2 separate regions of the Mus musculus genome follow, and region 1 is linked to region 2. The links are chromatin contacts, called in public promoter capture Hi-C maps. All regions are on one chromosome and are shown on one strand. The core of a region is the stretch at or near the end of the contact, and the rest is flanking DNA. Distances in the headings are between cores, read along the strand shown.

Region 1 (6,624 bases), core at 863-3,362, 290 kb before region 2:
ACAAAACATGCATAGGGACCCAGGCACCAGACTCACCCACCTCTGTCTCCATCCTAGCTACCAGCTTCCTCTCTGTTCAAAGATTGGGGTGTAGTCTTCTACACCCCTTTCTCTCTTGGTCACAGTGGCACTGAGAGACCTTCACCTCAGTCCCTCCTGCCCTCCTGCCAATGCCAGAATGCTGCCTTCTGTGGGAAGTTCTCCTTGATGCCCCAAGGCTTTGCTAACATCAGCTTCTCTCACCCACTTCCTGTCAGCATCTGTTAGCAGATTTAGTCTGACTACCTCTGACTTCCCTACTCCTTTGGTAGCACATCGATATCCTGCTGCATATAGCTGCCAGACACCAAGAGAGGTGCCCTGAGACACCCCAGAGTTATCTGGCACTCGAGGTGCTGGGAGCCCATGCCTATGCACAAACCACAAGATGATGAACCTTAAGGCGGCACCGCAGAGGGGGCCCCTGGAGGAGGTGGACATTCCTTTACCAGTACAGGGTGAACCGGGAGGCTGGGGCTGAGGGAGTAACCACCCTAATGATATCTAGGAATCTCAAAGGAAAGATGTAACACCATCTCCCAATGGCTATTCTTCCTCTCCTAGATGCAAGGAGGCACAGAGGCAGTGGAAAGAGGCTAAAACTGCGGGAGGGGCAGAATGCCTGCGGTGGGGAGCTTCTTTCCACTCTGAACAGTTGAATGTGTCCCCACTGTAAACCAAGAGTCTGGGTCAGCGGGGAGTGGGTGGAGATCCGGGATGAGACGGGAAACCTGCTGGGATAAATGGAGGCCAGACTATGGATTTGGAGTTCCCTGAACCCGAAGGAATCTGCATTCACACCCTACCCTCTGAGCTCTTGTGCCTTCATTTTCCAAAGAAAAGAAGCTGCAGCTGAAAGTGGTGGCCCGCCGTATACTCTGCAGGCTGAGGCAGGAAGATGGTGAGCCTCAGGTCAGCCTGGGCTACATAGCAAAATTCTGCTAATAATAATAACTACTAATAATAATCTGTTCTGTCCCTGATTCATCACAGCTCCTCAGGGGTCCCTCAAACCTACAGCATGCCCCTTATAACTGGGAGGTTCTGAGTTTCACGCTGTTGTCCCTCAAGTGAGGGGCCTCTATCTACCCTCAAACAGGAACCAGCAGTTAAAGGGCAGGAAGTACCCAAGGGGAAGTTAAAGCATTCTTGGTAGCCACTACTCCACACCAGCCAAATAAGGTCCTCCCTCCTGGGAAAGGGCACCCTTCTCTCTGGTTTCCCAGTGGTTCCCACAACTACTCCAGACCCTGGCTCCCTTGCCTTCACCAGCCCTCTCACCAGCATTCAGGATTGAGCAGTGTTTCCAGCTTCCTCCAAGTGCCCCCCCCCCCCGCTGCCTTTCCCACCCCCATCAGCCTGGGGCAGAGTAAATGGGAGGGGGCAATACAGCTAAACACTTTCTCTGCTACTTCTGAGTCTCCCTTGGCTTTTGCTTCTTTATTTTTTTGGGTTTTTTTTTGTTTGTTTGTTTGTTTGTTTTTTTGAGACAGGGTTTCTCTGTATAGCCCTGGCTGTCCTGGAACTCACTATGTAGACCAGGCTGGCCTTGAACTCAGAAATCCGCCTGCCTCTGCCTCCCAAGTGCTGGGATTAAAGGCGTGCGCCACCACGCCCCGGCTTTTGTTCGCTTCTTGAGACAGGGTCTCACTGTGTAGCTCTGGCTGTGCTTGAACTCACAGAGATCCATCTCTACCAATAGGGCTGCGTTGGGCTTTCCTTGTTAAAATCTCGGGCTCCTGGCCTGGAAAATGGGTACCACAATATGTTAAGACAAACATAAGCCAGGCAGTGGTAGCACACGCCTTTAATCCCAGCACTTGGGAGGCAGAGGCAGGTGGATTTCTGAGTTTGAGACCAGCCTGGTCTACAGAGTGAGTTCCAGGACAGCCAGGGCTACACAGAGAAACTCTGTCTCCAAAAAAAGCCAAAAAAACAAAAAAGAGAAAAAGACAAACATAAAATCCCCAGCCCAGTGAGGATGAGGACTGTAAAGGGGCCCCTTGCCTCAGAGATGGGGAACTTGGGGGCACGTGACTAACCCAAGCTATTAAGCCCAGCAGAAGAGGGATTAGTTTAGTCTTGACCTTCAGGCCTGTTCTCAGTCCCTGGACTATGTCTGATGACAATGGGATCTGGTAACAATTGCACAACCAGTAAGTAGGGACCCCTCCGTTCGGAAAGGGGAGGGATGTGAGGGCTGGAGAGTGAGGGAAGAAAAGCAGGGTTCAGGATTAGGAGAAGTGGTCAGAATGAGGCAGTACAGGTGGAAGAGGGGCCTCCTGAGACCCGGAAACAGTAGGGAGTGAGCATAGTCAGGAGAGGTAACCCGGTAGGTGAATCTCTAGAGGAAGTGAGAAGTTGAAGTCTGGGTAACAAATATGTCTGGGTAATGAATGTGTAGGCACGAAGCCCTGGGTTATAGTGTCTCCTGTAATCCCAGCACCAGAGAGGTGGGGTGGTCCGAAGGACTAGAAATCAAGGACATGACTTGTCTCTGCATGAGGCTTCAGGAAATTTGGAAGCAGCCTAAACTATAGAAGATACTGCAGAAAGAAAGAAAAAAAAAAAAAGCCAGGCAGTGGTGGTGCACACCTTTAATCCCAGAGTGGGGGGAGGTGGGAGTGAGGGGGCAAGAGGGCCGGAGGGGTTGGGATGGCGGACAGAGGCAGGAGGATCTCTGTGTGTGAGATCAAGACCAGCCTGGTCTAGAGTTCCAGGACAGCCAGAGCTCCACAGAGAAACCCTGTCTTTAAAAACAAAACAAAACAAGCAAACAAAAACTAATACAAAAATACAACACCGCCCCCCCCTCAAAATCTCCTAGAGTATATTTTCCTGTATTTTAAACTGTGAGAGGATAGCAGGGTCCTGGCTTTGACCCCAGAGCCACATAAAACAGCCATGGTAGTACACTCTTGCCAAGCTAGCACTTAAGACACGACACAGGGGTGTGAGGATCAGAAAGTCAAGCATACTCGGCTACTAGGAGAATCTAAGGCCTCCCAGGATACATGAGACTCTCAACATAAAGTGACAGAAAGGTGGGAGAGACATGGGTTGGGAGGGGGGAGAGGGAGAAAGGGCTTTGGAAATGACCAAGAGACTTTTTTTTTGTTGTTTTGTTTTGTTTTGTTTTTCGAGACAGGGTTTCTCTGTATAGCCCTGGCTGTCCTGGAACTCACTTTGTAGACCAGGCTGGCCTCGAACTCAGAAATCCGCCTGCCTCTGCCTCCCAAGTGCTGGGATTAAAGGTGTGCGCCACCACGCCCGGCTGAGACTTTTTATATATGTATGAAATTGTCAAAAAATAGAAAACAGGATTGATCGGGGAGAGGAAGATAGGATAAAATAAAAAATTGGGGAAGGGGGACCCAGGAAAAATATAGGAAGCTAGGAAACTTACATTTAACCAGGAGGTTGGGAAATTGGTGGGGAAAAAAAAAACCCTCTCAGAGATACTCCTTCCAGATGATTTCCTGCTAAATGGGAGCCTGGGACTGGGAGGGCTCCTCCTCCTGCTTGTCATCATCCTGTTCATCTGCTTGTGCCGGTTCAGTCAGAGAGGTAAGCCCTAGAGCATCTCGGTCACCCACAGCTTGCCCTCCACACCCTTCCTACTGCTAGAAAAGGCCAGAGTTGTCCAAAAGACCCAGGTTTTGGCTGTGGTTCCTATGGCAACCAGCGAGGTTGGAGGGGTGGGGCTCCAGTAGGTGTGTTGTGGAAGGCAGTTCTGGGGTGGAGACCTGCTGCTCTGGCGTTGGGGGCCTGGGGTGGGGTGCTATTCTGAGGTAGCAGATTCAATGAGAGGTGCTGTCCTAGGATGGATGAGCCAATGTGGGGTGCCATTCTGGCGGGGGGGGGGGTCAGGGAAGGGGTCTTACTGAACCATTTTTTTTTTCTTCTAGTGAAGAGACTGGAAAGGAATGTGAGTCTGGGGGGACGAGGAGACAAGGGGGAAGGGTGAGGGGTGGAGCAGATGAAGGGGCGGGGAAGGAAGTGGCGGCTGGGGGCAAGGGGGCGAGGGAGGGGGGCTGGAGGTGGGAGGGTGTGCGGGCAGGGGGTGAGGGGACGAGGGAAACCCACGTAGGGAGTGGGGCTGGGATGAAGGGGTGGAGCCGAGAGAAAAGGGAAGAGGAAGTAGCAGGAACGAGAAAATGAAAGAGGCAGAAAAAGAGGCAACCAGAAGAGAGGGAGGGAATTGTGTGTTTATAAGAATATAAAACACTCCAGAAGGACGTAGAGAGGAGGAAGTGAGTGAGAGAGGAAATTAAAAAACAAACAAACAAACAAAACGAGAGAGAAGAGTTCCATCAGGACTACAGGAGCCGCCCTGTCTCAAAAGAACAACAAAAGCAAAGTGGGTGGGGCGTGGGCGTGGCTAGCAGTGTGGTTTAGTTAACAGTCCTTATCCAGCGGGTGTAGAACTGTGTTTGATTCCCAGCGCAGCATAAAACCAGAGCGCTGGCATGTGACTGAAATCCCACATAGAGGCAGGGAGTCTGTCCTTCACTACATATTAAGTTGAAGGTCAGCCTGAGCTACATGAGACCCTGTCTCAATAGAAGAGGAAGTTTGGAGCTTGGAGAGATGGCTCAGCAGTTAAGAGCACTGGCTGTGCTTGCAGAGGCCCTGAGTTCAATTCCCAGTAACCACATGGTGGCTCACAGCCATCTGTAACGGAATCTGATACCCTCTTCTGGTGTGTCTGACCACAACTACAGTGTACTCATATAAATAAAGTAAGTAAAGGAGGTGGGGGAGAGAGGAGGTTCTGAGAAAGTATTTGCTGTAGTCAGGCATGGTAGCTTGTGCCTGGAACCCCAGTACTGTGGGGTACAGACAGGCAAGCCCTAGGGGCTCCCTGGCCAACCAGCCTAGTGGAAATGGCAAACTCCAGTTTTAGTGAGAGACCTTGTCTCAAAATAGATAGATGGATAGATAGAAATAATGTGTAGAAACAGTTGGAAAGTTGATGTCCAAACATCCACTTAAGGGCCTATACAACACAGGCAGACACACTTATATAGAAACAAAGAAAGAGGGAAAGTAAGCGAAAACAGGTTCAAGAGATATAAAGAGGAGAGACTGAGAAAAAAAAGAGTGGAGACACAGGGAGAAAGACAGGTGGGAGCTGCGGCCAGGCTGGGGAAGGATGTGTGACAGTACCCCTGGTCCTCACATCATCCTCTGCACTGCCAGGCCCAGGTCTCAGGGCAGGAGCCCCACTATGCATCTCTCCAGCAGCTGCCAGTGTCCAGTAGTGATATCACAGACATGAAAGAAGACCTCAGCACTGACTATGCCTGCATCGCCAGGAGCACACCCACTTGAGTGCCCCCAAAAGCTCTCCTCGCCCTGGGTGCGTGCTCAGTCACACTATGGTCATCTAGTAAAGTCTGGTTCCCCACTTCTGCATCAGGCTTCTCTATATGTGTCCAGCCCATGGCTCACCCTCCCACCTGCAGAAAGCCAGTAAACAGCTTGTGGTCCCCGGGTAGGAAGGGAGAGCTAAGGGTGGAGGGATGTGTGTGTGTGTGTGTGTGTGTGTGTGTGTGTGAGAGAGAGAGAGAGAGAGAGAGAGAGAGAGAGAGAGAGAGAGACTGGAGAATGAAGAAAATATGAGAGTCCTAAGTAGGAGAGAGGAGCGGGTAAGGACTTATTGTTGGCCTCCTGAGAGTGCTAGATCATTGAGACTTAGAATCACTTCTCAGAGGCTGCGGGAGGAGTGTCCATGATTTCCATGTGACAGGGACCTAGGAGAAATAGCAGGGGCTGCTCAGAGTTACAGGCCTGAAGCTTTCCTCTCCTCTTGCAATCTGTCCCCTCCCATTTCTGCTCCCTTGCCCCTGCTCAGCAACTCACATTTGCCCTGGTAATAGATGGTACTGCCCGTGGCCACAGAGAGAAAGCTGAGGGCGTAGAATCCAGCCCGGAGGAGGAGACTTGTGTGAGCCTCTTGCTCTGTGTTGGAGGCTTGCTGAGGAGGCCCTACAGCAGGACGTGGAGACGGTGGAGAGGAAGGAATTTGGGAGCTCAGAGCAGGGGACCATCCCTAACTCCCAGTAACACTGCATCTTGGGGGATCTCCCACCACCTCACCTTTCTCCACCAGCAGCCGAGTCCTGTCTCCCATTCTGACGCCCAGGCCTAGCACCTCCACCCTGCACACATAGATTCCAGCATCATAGCTTTGGGTGTCCTGTATGAGCAGCCCTGCCTTGTGGTCCCTAATGAACTGAGAAACAGAAAAGGAGACCAAGCGGCCTCTGAACCCTGGAGTCACTTTGCTCAACTCCATCCCCAGGGTCACTTTGTCTTGGTATCATGTGACAGAGCCAGTGGCCGGTTTTCCTCGGATGGCATTGAAGGAGCAGGGCAGGGAGGCAGTAGTCCCCTCCTGCACACGAATCTCAGGGGGCTGAGACACTCAGAGAGCACAGGATCCTGGGAAGAAAGCAAATATCCAGAGAACACTTACTCGGTTATTCCAAAAAGAAAAGTGGTCTCCATAGCTCTCCTTCCCCATGGTATGGGGGAAGCGCTGTCAGGACCAACAACCAGGAGTTTAAACAACCTTTGCTT
Region 2 (6,382 bases), core at 2,224-4,723:
GAGTTCGATTCCCAACAACCACATGAAGGCTCACAACCATCTGTACAGTGTATTCACATACATTAAAAAACAAACAAACAAAAAAAAAACAAACAAACAAAGCTATCCGAAGGGCTGGAGGGATGGCTCAGGGTTAAGAGCACTGACTGCTCTTCCAGAGGTCCTGAGTTCAAATCCCAGCAACTACATGGTGGCTCACGACCATGTGTAATGAGATCTGATGCCCTCTTCTGGTGTGTCTGAAGACAGCGACAGGGAACTCCCATAAATCTTAAAAAAAAAAAAAAAAAGAAATGAGTTTTTAAAAAAATGCTACCCGAAAGCCGGGCGTGGTGGTGCACGCCTTTAATCCCAGCACTTGGGAGGCAGAGATAGGCGGATTTCTGAGTTCGAGGCCAGCCTGGTCTACAGAGTGAGTTCCAGGACAGCCAGGACTATACAGAGAAACCCTGTCTCGAAAAACCAAAAAAAAAAAAAAAAAAAAAATTAAAAAGAGAACAGTGGCCAGCAAGATGGCTCAGTGGGCAGGGGTGCTTGCTGCGCAAACCCTAAAACTTGAGTCTGACTCCTAGATGGCATGAAAAGGTGGAAGAGACCAGGCTCCACAGATATGTCCTCTACTGCGTCCATCCCCTCAACCTCCCCCATTACACATACACACTTATAATCAATATTTTTCTTTCAAGACAGGATTTCCCTGTGTAGCCTTGGCTGCCCTGGAACTCACTATATAGACTTGGCTGTCTAAGGAATTGTGTATACTCTAACTAGGCTGGCCTTGAACTCAGAGATCTGCCTGCCTCAGTCTCCCAAGAACTGGGATTAGAGGCGTGAGCCAGCACCACCCAGCAACAGATAAAATTTTAAAAGTTGTGCCCATATAGGAGTCTTTAAACTACTAATACAGGCATTAGCTAATCATCTATAAGGTATCTACAAGGAAGACAGATACGTGTAAGGCATATGCAAATGTTGATTCTTAGCTGACCCAGACCTTAAGAGATCCACCTGGCTCTCATAATTTTATATGAGGAGCCCGAGCAAACACGAACTTCTGTACCAGAGAAGAACAGCCACACCATGGTGAGGTAATCACTTTCCCAGAAAAAGAAAACAAGCATTGTCGGAGAGGTAGTGCAGTGGTTAAGAGCCGGTTGCTGCTCTTGTGGAAGACCCAGGTCCAATTGCCCAGCACTGACAAGATGCTCACAACCCCTTCAAACTCAAGGTCTACTGCCCCCTTGACTTGAAGGGCACCAGACACACAAGGTGGTACACAGACATATGTGCAGGTAAAACACCCAGAAGCTTAAAAGTTTTTAAAAAAAGAAAGAGTAAAGAAAAAAAAAAAGAAAGAAAAAAATTAAATGTAGAAGCTGGGTGGGGTGGATCATAGCAAGTTCAGTCTACATGAGACCATCTCAAAAAGAGGAAATAAAACAAGGGCCAGAGATATGGCTCAGCAGTTAAGAGCACTGACTGCTCTTCCAGAGGTCTTGAGTTCAAATCCCAGCAACCACATGGTGTGGCTCACAACCATCTGTAATGGGATCTGATTCCCTCTTCTGGTGTGTCTGAAGACAGTTACAGTATATTCATATACATAAAATAAATAAATAAATCTTTTTTAAAAAAAAGATTATAAATAAAAGGCATGTGTGTACACCTTCAGCCCCAGGATGTAGGAGACAGAAAAAGGTAGATCTCTGTGAGTTAAAGGCCAGCCTGGTCTACACAGCCAGCCAGCCAGGGCTACACAGTGAGACCCTGTTACACACACACACACACACAAAACAACAAAAAACAAAAACTACTCTCTCAAAACAAAATAAAGCTCAAAACAAACAACAAAATAAACGAAACAAGACCCAGAGGAAGGCTACACAAGCCATACTTAAGCTGAATCAAGAGCCCTTAAAACCTTGACATAATTTTGATTTCCAGGTTCTTGTCACACACACACACACACACACACACACACACGCCTCCGCCCACATTCTGTCATTATGTGGCCTTCCCAGGGAAGAGTTCCCAGTAAAAACTTTATCTGGTTTGAGACTGGTCTCAAAGTAGGGATTTGAAAAACAAACAAACAAACAAACAAACAAACGAACAAACCAACCTCCCTAAGCATTTGTTCAGAGGCAAAAAACAAAACAAAAAAAACACAAACTTGGGAAGGCTGATCCTGCCCAGTCATTTGTGTAATTAGGACAATAACTATATAATTAATTCTACATCTGTCAGTCTCCTCTGCTGACCACCCCTCCCCAAAGAACACAAACTCCAGGAAGCCGACAATTACTCTGCTCACAGAGGCCCAGCCCAACAGCTGACACTTGGTAGCCTATTGGTAAATTCGAAAAAAAAAATCTGAATACAAGAGGTCTAAGGCTAAATCCCGGAAGAAGGAAAAAAAAAAAAAAAAAAACCCAAAAGAACAAACCACCAACAAAAACAAAACAAAACAAAAAATCCGACCCAGAGACTCCCCAAGTCTCTCCACCCCAACTTCCACACTCTCACCTGTCCGTTGCTAGGTTTGGACATGGTTTTCCGGGCTCGGTGCACTTTGGGCTGCCCCTCCTGGGCGGCAGTTGTTGCCGGAGAGGGTTCAGGCCCAGCAGTTGCAGCTCCCTGGGCCCCGGGCATGCTCAACAGCCTCATGGCCAAACTCTGGACCGAGGGGGGCGACTTTCCTGCCCCTGTCATTGACATTTTGGCCCGACTGGGACAGGCACCCCCCTTGCTGGGGGAAGAGGGGAACGACTTTGTGGCATGGCCTAGAAAAGAGGCAGGCAGAAAGGGGGTGCAGGGTGAGCAGGCATGCAGAAAGCCCCTCTGCGCCCCGTCTCCCTCACTCCCCAGTCTCTCACCCAGCACGATGCGACCCCCATCTCCCTCCAGGCTCTCGGGTTCGTCCCCGATGAGTGATGCGGCCCCGACAGGGGTGTCAGCCCCCTCATCGCCGACGGTGACAGTGACAGAGGCCGGAGAGGAGGGGCCGGCAGGCTCCAAGGAGTCGGGGTTGGCCTTGGGAAGGGTCTCCTCACTCTGAGGGGTGTCCCCCAAAGAGCTATGAACTGTCGGGAGGGGAAAAGAAAAAGTTCAGGGCTGAAAGCTCCCGGGATCCCGTGTTGGGGGTGGGGAGGGTGGAGGTCCGGTCGGGCCTGCTCCTGCTGCACTCACCTCTCTCGGCGGCTCCTCGGGGCTCCTTCTCCAGCAGCAGCGCCCCCATCTCAGCGGGGGCCTCCCCCTGGGAGGGGAGACAAGGAACCGGGGGGCCGGTCAGCCCGGCAGGCAGCTGGGGGGCCCAAGACGCCTGGGCCCTGGGCAGCGAGAGCAGGCTTCGGGGCCTACCTCGCCCTCGGTGGGCGCCCCCCCGACCGCGGCCGCGGCCGCCCGTGGGGGCCGCACGCCCCCGCCCCCGGGCCCGCATCAGCCCCCTCCCTCTCGGCAGACCCCGCATCTCTGGGGCCGGGAGCAGAGGAGGGGGAGGGGGCGGGGCCTCCGCGCCCCGGCCCCGCCCCCTCCTCCCGGCTGCACGCGCCGCTCCCCCTTTGTCCCCCAGGCCGCGGGGACCCCGGCCACCAACCCCTGCAACGCCCGCTGCGCCCCAGCCCGGCGGACGGCCCCTCGCGCCCCTCGCGCGGGCTCCCGGGGTCGCGGTGCCCACCGCCCACGCAGGGGCAGCGGGCGGCGGCACGTGCGACTCGGCGCCCACTCCCCCCACCTCCCACCCCCTGGTCCCCTCATCCGCCCCCGGTGTTGGCCCCCTGGTTTGCTGTAAGTTCGGCTCGGGCCCCCCGGCCCCGTTGCACCCCCGGAGCATTGCACGAGCGCGCGCTTCCCCCGGGCGCGCGCGCGGGCATGCACCCGCCTCTCCCCCTCCCCTTCCGCACCTCGGCGGCCGCCGCCGCAGCAGCTCCCGCCGCCGCCGCCATCGCCGCTTGCGCGGGGGGCCGAGCCGGCGCGCGGCCGCCCCGGGTCACGTGGACAAGGAGGGAGGGCGAGAAGACGCCTTAAAGGAGCCGCTGCGGGCCTCTTGGCCATTTTTGCCCCCCAGAATGGCCCTGGAGGTCCAGAACTGGGGCCTGTAGGGGAGAGGGCGTTCGCTCCTAGCCTGGGCTCCGCCGGGAGCAAGGGTGAGGCTCGACTGGGCTGTGGCTTCCCTGTCCCCGCCCGGTTTTGGGAACACGTGTAGCCTGAGCCTTTGCAGCTGCCGCGTGTGCCTTTCCCGTTCTGAGCCGCCAGATAGAAGGCTGGGACTATATCAGTTTTGAACTTTAGTGCACAAGAAGGGGCGACAGAGACTCACGGAAGACACCTTTACTTCTGGGTCAGTGTGCTTTTGGAAATCTGGGGGAAGTGTCTTCGGTTGCACTAGATATGTCAACTGAATGCAGCGGAGACCTCAATCTATTGACAGTAACTATTTCTGCCCAAATACTTCTCCATGGAGGGGGGGGGTCATGGTCCAGCAGACAGCTTAAGTATGATGGTAGACACAGCAAGTATACAACCCTGAACACTATCGAGGGCACCATCCCCCTCCAGGCATTAAGTCCTAGCCAAAGCTTGAAAATGCCTGTATGGTTGCTCACACAATATTGGACAGACAGGTACTTATGTTACTGGGCCCAAGGCCAATTCGGCATCTTATGGGAACTGTAGTCCTCTTTGGATTAAAAACTTTTCAGAGCTTTCTGGGAATTGTAGTCTTCTAGGTAATCAACTATAAGTTTAGCTGGTATTTCAACTTTCCTTAAAACTTGAGCAAAAATATGCAACAGATGCCCTTTTGCCATCTCTGTGGGTTCACTGGTCACCTGTGGCCCATGGCTTGCACTGCCACCAAACCCCGCATGGTTTATGCCAGCACCAGGGTTGCCAATCACTGTGTGATAAGGTTTCTGCCTAAGTGTTTAGGGCGTGTTCCGAGTCTCTGCTTGAGGCTCCTTTTGGCATGGGACTACAATTGTTAGCGCTGGGAGAATCTATGGTGGGTAGTCACACACATGCAATTGCCAGAATATAAAGAAAAAATGTTTTTGTTTGTTTTTTTTGTTTATTTTTATGGAAAACAAAAACTAAAACCCCAAACTCCAGAAAAAATCCTAAAAAATAGTTTTCTTTAAAAATACTGTATGTCTCTACTCCTCTCCCTCCCCCCAACAGCCCTCCTTGTGTCCTTTTTTTCTAAGTGCCCTGCCCCCCCACCCCTCCGCTACTCACTGTTCTCGCTACTGTAGCCTAATGTCTCATTACCTACCCAGGTTGCCCACCGTGTTCTCTTACCTGGCACATATCATTTCATTTCCGGTGAGCCTTGTATCTACTTTCCCACTTCCCCAGCATGCAAAAATCTCCTCCCTTCCTTCTGGTACTTCATACATGTGTCGCCCTCCGCTCCCTTCTCCCTGTCATCTATTCTAACCAGGGGCAAGTAAGCTGCTTCCTGGCAATCCCCCTACAATTCCCACCCCCACCCCATCTCAAGAAACGCTAGAATCCCCCCCCCCCCCAGCCAGCTTTAGCCAGGAAAGAGCTGTTCTCCAAAACTTTCAACTTTGCCTTTTTTTTTTTTTCCCTCTCTTCCTCCACATCGTTTATGCACCTCTTCAAAAAAGAAATCTTTCTTTGGGATCCCACATTCCCTCAGCCTTATCAACCCTGTCTCCGGCTCCATCTTTTTCTTCTGCTCTTTGAGGCATGGTCTCTCTCTCTCTCCAGTCTTCCTCCCTCAAAATGTTTGCCTGCCCTCAAACCCCGCCCCTCCCCAATTCTGCCGGGCCCAGGACCGCCCCCAGCCTCTTGGCCTTTCAGCGGATGAGGACATTGATCTCAGCCACACCAGCTTCCAGCACGTTCTCAGCTGTGGTTTTGCCATGCTGCTCCTTGAGGTGCCGCCTAATGGCGGGCTTGTGGGCAAAGCGCACGTCACAGTAGGAGCACCGGTAGGGCCGGGCTCCTGAGTGCAGGTTGAGGTGATCGTGCAGTGTGGACTTCTGAGTAAAGCACTTGCCGCAGATGCCACATGAATGGGACTTGACACCACGGTGGACGTTCATGTGGCGGTTGAGGTTGCTGCTGTGGTTGAACTGCTTGCCGCAGCGTGGGCACATGAAGATGAAGTGTTGCGCACGCATGTGGAAGACCAGCTTCTCCACACCCTGGAACACTTCAGGGCATTTGGTGCATTTGATGTTCTTTAAGGGGTTTCCACTTGAGAAGCCCCCAGGCAGAGGTCCCCGGCTACCCCCTGCCCCCAGACTGCCCCCCGCCCCCCGGGCAGCCATGGCCACCGCTGCTGCTTCCACTAGGCCCGAGGTGGCCCCCACACTGGCCCGGCCTCCTGGGATCAACAACAGGCCTTCCCCTT

What was found. Capture Hi-C pulls out chosen DNA fragments and counts their contacts.
Region 1: a contact with region 2 is called in a promoter capture Hi-C map of adipose tissue. The contact joins the promoter of Lst1 here to the promoter of Ehmt2 in region 2. A contact is called at or near these places in 5 of 39 promoter capture datasets (the SN4741 cell line, embryonic stem cells, liver and 2 more) and 2 of 9 other capture datasets (adipose tissue and pancreatic islet).

The regions. Positions count from the first base shown.
Region 1 is chr17:35,183,928-35,190,551 of GRCm38.p6, reverse strand. Lst1 (leukocyte specific transcript 1) reads left to right here and starts at 2,112. Exons shown (of 4, transcript NM_010734.2): 1 at 2,112-2,195; 2 at 3,511-3,606; 3 at 3,948-3,967; 4 at 5,242-5,457. The coding sequence starts at 2,162. The coding sequence ends at 5,373. It also overlaps the pseudogene Ncr3-ps.
Region 2 is chr17:34,896,061-34,902,442 of GRCm38.p6, reverse strand. It overlaps Ehmt2 (euchromatic histone lysine N-methyltransferase 2), which reads right to left and starts at 3,473. Exons shown (of 27, transcript NM_145830.3): 1 at 3,190-3,473; 2 at 2,877-3,083; 3 at 2,527-2,783. The coding sequence starts at 3,469. It overlaps Zbtb12 (zinc finger and BTB domain containing 12), which reads right to left. Exons shown (of 2, transcript NM_198886.3): 2 at 5,599-6,382. The coding sequence ends at 5,823.